Regions from separate parts of the Mus musculus genome. Here region 2 is linked to region 1. A link is a contact called in public promoter capture Hi-C data. All regions are on one chromosome and are shown on one strand. Each heading gives the region's core, a stretch centred on a gene start, on an enhancer-like site or on the middle of the called end of the contact. The rest is flanking DNA. Distances are from core to core; before and after follow the strand shown. Region 1 holds the start of Ube2a (ubiquitin-conjugating enzyme E2A). Region 2 holds the start of Akap17b (A kinase (PRKA) anchor protein 17B).

Evidence for each region. Promoter capture Hi-C pulls out the DNA fragments that hold promoters and counts their contacts.
Region 2: a contact with region 1 is called in a promoter capture Hi-C map of erythroid cells, with 33 times the contacts expected there. The contact joins the promoter of Akap17b here to the promoter of Ube2a in region 1. A contact is called at or near these places in 18 of 39 promoter capture datasets (the 3T3-L1 cell line, the C10 cell line, the HPC-7 cell line and 11 more), 5 of 484 Hi-C or Micro-C datasets (cerebral cortex and embryonic stem cells), 1 of 115 datasets of contacts at active chromatin or transcription factors (memory CD8 T cells) and 3 of 9 other capture datasets (adipose tissue, liver and pancreatic islet).

What each region holds. Positions count from the first base shown.
Region 1 is chrX:36,871,697-36,876,038 of GRCm38.p6, forward strand. Ube2a (ubiquitin-conjugating enzyme E2A) reads left to right here and starts at 2,599. Exons shown (of 6, transcript NM_019668.4): 1 at 2,599-2,833; 2 at 3,015-3,095; 3 at 3,471-3,496. The coding sequence starts at 2,790.
Region 2 is chrX:36,643,033-36,646,795 of GRCm38.p6, forward strand. Akap17b (A kinase (PRKA) anchor protein 17B) reads right to left here and starts at 2,382. Exons shown (of 7, transcript NM_001081956.1): 1 at 2,018-2,382.

The DNA of each region.
Region 1 (4,342 bases), core at 1,349-3,848:
CTTGAAGAAAAATGTTCAAAGTAGGGAAAGGAGCTAATAATAGAGAAATATTCAGTTGGCAATGAAAAGGGGAGTAGGTCACATAGCAAAGAATGGAGGTGGCCTCTGGGAGCTGGGAGTGGTCCCAGTTTGGCAGTTAATAGTGAAATAGGGCTCCAAGCCCTATGACCACAAGGAACTAGACTTGACCTGCAGTTCATGGCTATCAGTTCAGCAGTGACAGAGAACAAATGCTCTTTTTGCAGGCCTTGCTTTTGCTCTTTTCATGTGTGAACTAGAAGACTTCGTGTTCCTAGATGAGGAGAAAGGATATTTGAAATTTGTTTGGTAACCTTTTCCCACCAACAGCCATAATCCAACACTATTAGGGAAACTTGCTTTAACGGATTCATATGTTGGGGTTAATGGGGGGGTAACAATTGTTAGTCAGGAAGGCACTTGCCATTAAGTACCTAGGAAAATCACTACTGTTGGTATGTGCTTCCTACTCCTATGCACCTGATGACTTCTGGACATCTTCGCATGGCTGTTTCATCACTCCCAGGAGCTCAGGAAGTCCCACTCAAAATTTCTTCTCCCAGATGTGTCCCTTCACCCTTTATGCCTAGTTCTGTTAACGGCCACTTCAAAGCCCCACTGCTCTCAGGGTTTAAAGCATCATTCTTGCCACCACATTCAATCTATTGCCAAGTGCTCTTTATTTACCCCCCTCCTTTTCTCTGATGACTATAGAAGACTGGGCTCTCCGAGAGAGAGAGAGAGAGAGAGAGAGAGAGAGAGAGAGAGAGAGAGATTGATTTCAAAATGTGAGCAGGATTTAATGGGAAAGAAAATCTCTGTTGAAGACTGAAGCTGTAGTAGTTCCCATGGTAAAGGATGCGCTTGTCTCTGGGAGGTGAGATTGCCTGATACAGTGTTTCTCCTCCACAGTAGCAAAAGAGCCCTGCAGCTACTTTCTTGCTCTCTAGGGAGAAGATTCTGAATGCCCAGCTCTAATGGTGTCGCTTCCTGCCTCCACTACCTTCCAAGGATTCCATTAGCTTGGCATTCAAAACTCTCCCAGATTTAACTCAAACCTGCCTTTCTCATAATTTCCAGCATCCTTGTCTGCCCACTAAGTGACTTTTGGGTTGATCTTTGAAAATGCTTCTTTGAAACTGTTCTTGCTTTTGCAGGTCCCTATACTCCCTGGGAGGCTTGCCTGAGACTTGCAGCTTTTCCTGTGCGCCCTGCCTCTCCTTGCCGCCTCCGGTCCTTCCAATACTCTCCAGCTGGATAAGCTCATACCTCAGACTCTTCTAAACTAGCTGCTTGGCTTGCTGAATTACCAAGGGGAAATGTGGTTCCAGAGACAAATTGTGAGTACCCATAGAGATTGTAAAAAGTCTATTTTCCCTGGGAGAAGCTCTCATTTCTTTTTTTTCTTTCTTTCTTTCTTTTCTTTTCTTTCTTTTTTTTTTTTTCCGACACAGGGTTTCTCTGTGTAGCCCTGGCTGTCCTGGAACTCACTTTGTAGACCAGGCTGGCCTCGAACTCAGAAATCCGCCTGCCTCTGCCTCCCGAGTGCTGGGATTAAAGGCGTGCGCCACCACGGCGAAGCTCTCATTTCTGCCACTGCCCCCCAACATCATTTCATTCAGTCCTAGGGTTAAAAGTTGGGTTTGAATTGTGCACCCTCATCTCAAAGAAGATGGACCCAAAGTCCATTTTCATACTCAAGAGCTATTTATTTATTTATTTATTTATTTATATTACTTTCCCCATGACTTTAAGCAGTTACCCCAGCCTCTCGTGTCTACAGGACTGTGACCCTAACATCCTTGCCTTTGGAGAACTGCTTTGCCTGTGCCAAGTCTTTCCTCCACTCTTTTCTTTCAACTAATCTTCTCGCCTCTTTCCCCGACCCTAAACAGTAGTTGGCAGTTTAATAATTCATTCTTTGTCAAAACAGAAGAAAGGTTAAAGACATATTCCTGGCAGGCTGAGGTGACCTCCAAGTCCAGCCTCTGGGATTCACAGTGAGTCTGAGTTAGCCTGTGTTACATTAGATACTACAAGAGACCAACCCTACAATCAATCAGCCAATCAATCAATCAACAAATAAGTGGAGGAAGAAGGGGGAACCAATAACAAAACAAGAAGTAATTAAAAGACTGGCATGGTGGTGCACTCTTGTAATCCCAGCATTTGGGAGGTGAAAGCAGGAGAGTCAGGAGTTCAAAATCATGCTCAACGACACAGTGAGTTCGAGGTTCTCTGGCCTATAGGAGACTCTGTCTCAACAGAGGGGGAAAAAAGATAGAAAAAGAGCCCCTCCTTCCCGAAAAAAAGTAAGTACCTATAAAAAGAAAACTTCGCAGGGGTTCCTCTTCAAGTCAGCAAGTGGGGCCCGCGCTGCTCCCTGTTAAATCACCGGGACTTGAAGGTTTCCTTTGCTTCCCGCCTAGCCTTTTCCCCCAGGGAACTTGGCCACCTCCTCCCTTAGGTCCAGGGCCAGGGCTCTCAGGTGGGACGTGATTGACAGGTCAACTTTGGCTCTCCCCGCCCCGTGGCCGCCTTGGTACGGTCCGCCGGGCGTAAGGCGTTCCCCGCACCCCCCCGCGCGTTCTCCCCAGGTTGGTTCGGCCCCCGTCTACTCTGGGGTGGTGCTTAGCCGGCGCCAGACCGACCCTCGGCTCCGGAGCGGCAGTGCCGTCCCTCTCGGCGCCTCCTCGGCTTCTCCGGCTTCCTCGGCTTCCTCGGGGACCGCGGACCCTGGTATATGCCCGACTGCTGAGCCCGCTAAAGCCATGTCGACCCCGGCCCGGCGCCGCCTCATGAGGGACTTCAAGAGGTAACCCGCGTCCGCGAGGGCCAGGCGCTCGAGGGGGCGGCCTGCCTGCCCGCCTGCCTGCCTGCCTGCCGGGGGGCACAGGGCGGAGCCCGAAGCGGAGCGGCTCCGGGTGTGATGGGGAGGGGGATCCCGGCGGCGAATCGCGGGGCTGAGGGCAGCCGCTGTGTGTCTGTTTCTGAAGGTTACAGGAAGATCCTCCGGCCGGAGTGAGCGGGGCTCCGTCGGAGAACAACATAATGGTTTGGAATGCGGTCATTTTTGGGTGAGTCTGCGGGCCGGCTCTCGCCGGCGACCGGGGCAGGGAGGACCGGGGCCGGCCCCTAGACGAGCCGCGCATGGGGGGAAAGGGGAAGAGAGTTGGGGTTGCTTGGGCCTAGGCGCCTCCCCGGAGCCTCTGCCTCGATTAGCTGCCTTCTCTCTGCTAGGGGAACTCTTTGGGGTTCTTGGTGGCGAGGGGCAGCGGAGGCTGCGGCGGCCTGCGCCGCCTTTTCCTAACCCGGGACAGCGGTGCGGGACGGACCAGGCGGCAGGGATGGGAAACCTTGACAGAGCCGCCGCCTCTGAGGCTGCGGGGAGGCGGGGACCCTCTGAGCCGGCACTAACGGGCTCTTGTTTTTGTTTTTATTCTGTGTTGCAGGCCCGAAGGGACCCCGTTTGAGGATGGTAAGAGAGTTTCTTAGCCCACCTTTCAGGAGCCTACTCTTCAGGGGAAAGGGGGTCCCGGGTATCAGCAAGCGCCCCCCACTTAAAGAAGCGGCTTTGCCCCTGCCACCTCTGACCACCAAAGGCTCAAGTGAAATTCAGTGTGTGGCGGATTGTTCTGGCTAGACCTAGGCTTAATCAAAACTTCACTTTTTCCGTTCGTTTGTGTCGTCTCCCCCCCCCCCCGTTTAATCCATCCTGGGTGAAAGTAGTCACTTTTTAAAAGAAGTGCCACAGCGCTGGTATTCAGGGTTGTGGAGGTTTGAGCAGCCTTCTTGCTAACTTTAGCCCCCACAGAGATAATGCAGCAGGAAACCAGTTCACCAGCAACCATCTGGTCCACAAAGCGTTCCATCCCCAGGGCAAGAAGTGTGTTCAGCAGTGCTTAGTGTGTGGCTTGTTTAGTGCTGAATGGATGCAAGCTTCTCTGACATACAGTTGCCTGCCTGGCTTGAGCAATGTCACTAAGGTCACGAGCCTCACTTCTTTAGAGATGCTCTTCCATGTCTAATTTCAGTATAATGTTGTTCCTTGAGTTTTCAATTCATTTACAGTGTGTGTTTCCGGTTAGATCCTCTGACTGATAATCTCAAAGCAGTTTCAGAATTGAGATTTGCCTCACAGTAGCCCCCGTTTGGCCGGTATCCAGTCTACTTGAATGTTGAGTTTATATCAAGAGGTGCATAACAAACGATTTAGGCTTTAACTTTTTTTTGTTGTTGTTGTTTTTTGTTTTTTTCGAGACAGGGTTTCTCTGTACAGCCCTGGCTGTCCTGGAACTCACTCTGTAGACCAGGCTGGCCTCGA
Region 2 (3,763 bases), core at 1,132-3,631, 230 kb before region 1:
CAGCACTTTGGAGTCAGAGGCAGGCAGATTTCTGAGTTCAAGGCCAGCCTGGTCTACAAAGTGAGTTCAGGACAGCCAGGGCTACACAGAGAAACCCTGTCTGGAAAAAACAAAAAACAAACAAAGCAAATAACAGAAAAATAAAATATTATTTCTTTAAAAGGATTCTATAATTATAATTAAAGTAAGATTTCTTTTCCATTCTGAAAAAAAAAAAAAAAACATAAGTTCCTTTCTCTGACAAAGGCAGGGGTGCATGCTGGGAAAATAAAAGGCATAGCTAGCCTTAACAGCAGAGAGCTTCTTCTCTCTCTCTCTCTCTCTCTCTCATGTGTGTACACACACACAATACACACACACCATCAACAAGCCTCACCATTTCTTCTGATGACACATGGATCCAGTAAACTTGGGTCTGTTGCCTGAATATGATATAAAAAAATAGACCAATGAGCCACACTTTTCTTGTGTGATATTTGGTTAAGAATAAATGGGAGACCTCGAGTCCACCTACTGCAGAAGATGGTTTCTGCATGCCCTACCCTCTACCTTATACTTCCTCTTCAAGTCAGCCCCAGCCGTCCTCTGATGGGTATAGCAGCTGGTATTCCCTGGGCACCAGTGCCTGGAGGCTCATTCCACTTTTCCATGTGCTTTACAAGAACTGAAGTAAAAAACACTTTCATGGAAGTTACCCCATGCTTCAAGTTACTCCATCCTTTTGAGAGGATACACTCCCCACACAGGAATAAAAAATAGAACACAGAAATATGCGGCTACCAGCCCGGCGTGGTGGGGCATGCCTTTGATCCCAGCACTCAAAAGGCAGAGGCAGCTGGATTTCTGAGTTCGAGGCCAGCCTGGTCTACAAAGTGAGTTCCAGGACAGCCAGGGCTATACAGAGAAACCCTGTCTCCAAAAACCAAAAAGAAAAAAAAAAAAAAGAAAAAGAAAAAAAAAAGAAAGAAATGTGTGGCTACCAGAATCTCACATGCTTTAAAAAAAATTTTCTTTTAAAAAACTGAATTTGAGAGATCCCCACTACATTTTCAGAATTGAAAAGGCATCCCTATCAATTATACTTCACAATCTTACAGTATTTCAACAGTATGAGGTTTCAAAGGTAGATCTGAGACAGGAAGAACATCAGGTAAAATGGGTACCATCTTTGAAACCCTGTGGGAAATAAAAAGACCCAGGTAGTCCCCATACTGCAATTCAGAGTTCCAGGGTTCCAATCAACACATGTTTAGAGTTAGTGACATTCAAAAGTGCTCAGGTAGTGACTGGTTTCATAAGCAGGTGATAAATGTAAAAATGGTACTAGTCCCAGTGACCAACATGCTCAGAGACAGCAGTATCCAAGACATGAGGCTCCCCAACTTGCTTTCTTCCCTGATACTTCTGCCCATCTACTCAAAGCTCAAGACTATGCATTCCAAAGGCTTAGAGGTTTACCCTGCTTTCTTGGGTCAAATTAGAAGCAGTTTAATTCCATCCACGGTAGGAACCTCACAAGGCCCTTGGTGGTCATCAGTGGGCAGAGGCAACGGACCCTGGGTAGTGGTTAACTGGAATGAATGTCACTGAAGCAGATTGAGAACCAGAGCCCTTGGCTTTTGCATACAGCAGGGAGGAGGGCATCCTTCAGCTTTCCTAAGCAATCTAGTACACCCTAAGGAAAAGCTTCCAGTGACCTCAGCTGCAGCAGCGGCCACAGCGCCCCCTAGTGCGGCACCAAGACCCAAGAGAGCAGCCGAATGGATCCAAGGGGGAAAGCCTAGGGGCATCTCTAGAAAACCTGGTTTCCACCTAGAGCAGGCCTGGCTACCTGGGTTCTCTCCAAAACCCCTCCCAAGTCCTCACTCAGGGTCCAACGCGGCCCTGCCTCCCAGGCACCCAAGACTCCGGTAGGCCAGGGCGGCCGGCCAACCGGGACGCAGAAGGACGCAGCCGCCTGGTCGATTCTCAGAAAGGGGGGGGGGGGTGTTATCGGGAGCCTCAGCAGCCGCTGTACCTTCACGCTTAGCTCCGCTGGGGTAGCGGAACCGCTACCGCTCCTGCCGCCGCCTCCCTCCAGCCGCCGCAGTGTCAAGGATCAACCCTCCTGGTCGCTCTCTTCCACCGCCGCGGGCGAGGCCAGCTGTTGAATGGCTCAGGTCGCGACACAGAGTCGTCCTCGCCGCATCCGAGAAGGCGACGCAGGCGCGCGCGCTCGTGCCAACGCCCCGAGCGCCCCTCGCCCCGCTGCAGGCCCCGTGAGCTTCCAGGTGGCTGCCTCCTGATTCCTGGCTGGGGGCTACAGGGTGCAGGTTTGCACGCCTGCCTGCTCCAATCCCTTGGTGGGCTCCAGCGGACCAATTGACTCCCCTCGAGAGCTCCGCCCCCTTCGCTGCCATCCCTTGACTTGCCGGCAGAACCAATGGCAACCACCGACTAGACCCGCCCCTAGGATTTCCCCAGGGCCAATCGCCTTCTCCCGAGCAAGCATTAAAGTAACCCCGCCCCTCCTGTACAGCCAAGCAAGGGCCAAAGTTAATTCCATTGCAAGGTTCTAACTAGCTCAAGGTTTTGTCCAGTTTACTCACCGCCCACCCCACTGCCTAATTATGTGATTTAGAGACTGCAGACACCACCAACACCCACCCACTACACACACACACACACACACACACACACACACACACACACACACACACACACACACACAGAGAGAGAGAGAGAGAGAGAGAGAGAGAGAGAGAGACAGAGAGAGAGAGAGAGAGAGAGAGAGAGAGAGAGAGAGAGAGAACAGTGCTACAGGCCTTTAATCCCAGCACAGACAGAGGCAGGCGGATCTATGAGTTCAAGGCCAGCCTGGTCTACAGAGTGAGTTCCAGGACAACCAGGGCTACACAGAGAAACCCTGTCTCGATAAAGAACAAGCACAAGAAAAGAAAGAGAGCCAAGACTGGGGGAGGGGGATGCAAGCATGAGGACCCAGCTCAGATCTGTAGCAAGGGTGTAAAAGTTGGAATGTGGTAGGGTGAGTTTGCAATTCCCATTGCAAAGGGAATGGGAATTAGGCCAGAGGTGGTGATACTGTGTGGCTTTCTGGACCTTGCTGGTCAGCCAGGCTAGCTAGGCAATTGGTGAGTTTCAGGTTCAGTGAGAGACCCCGTCTCACAAAATAAGGAACAAAGCAATCAAGAAGACACCCGATGTTGACCTGTAGCCTCCACACACTTGTGGACACATACACATTTTTTACAAGAGAAAAAAACATCACGGAGAGACTTACCCACCGTCATAGCTGAGAACTAGCCACTCTCTTGACCAGATCTTCCCCATCAAGAAGTCAGCAAGAACCTAGGAGAACACTCACTGGTTGTGGGTTTATTTTCTTCTTGTCCAGTATCCAGTACAGGAGCTTAGACCCTGTATGCTGGGAAACTTCCAGGAACCAGGCACCAAGACTCCCTGACTCTGCGATGGTCACTTTGGTCTCTGGCCTTCTAGCCTGAGGATAAGCAAAGGTAGCCTTGCCTCTCCTTCTCCATGGTTTTCTAACAATTTAAAGACCATTCTCCTGGCCCACTGTTCCAGGCTCTGATGTTCAAAGACACAAATTGAGGGTCTTCTCTGAATGTAAGCCAATTGCCTTAAATCTTTTGAAAACAGACACCAGGAACTAAGTGTCCCTTCCAACCCTTGCCCAGATGACATTTCTTTGAGTTCATCAACATGGAATTCACTTTCTCAGATGACAAATCACAAAGTTGAC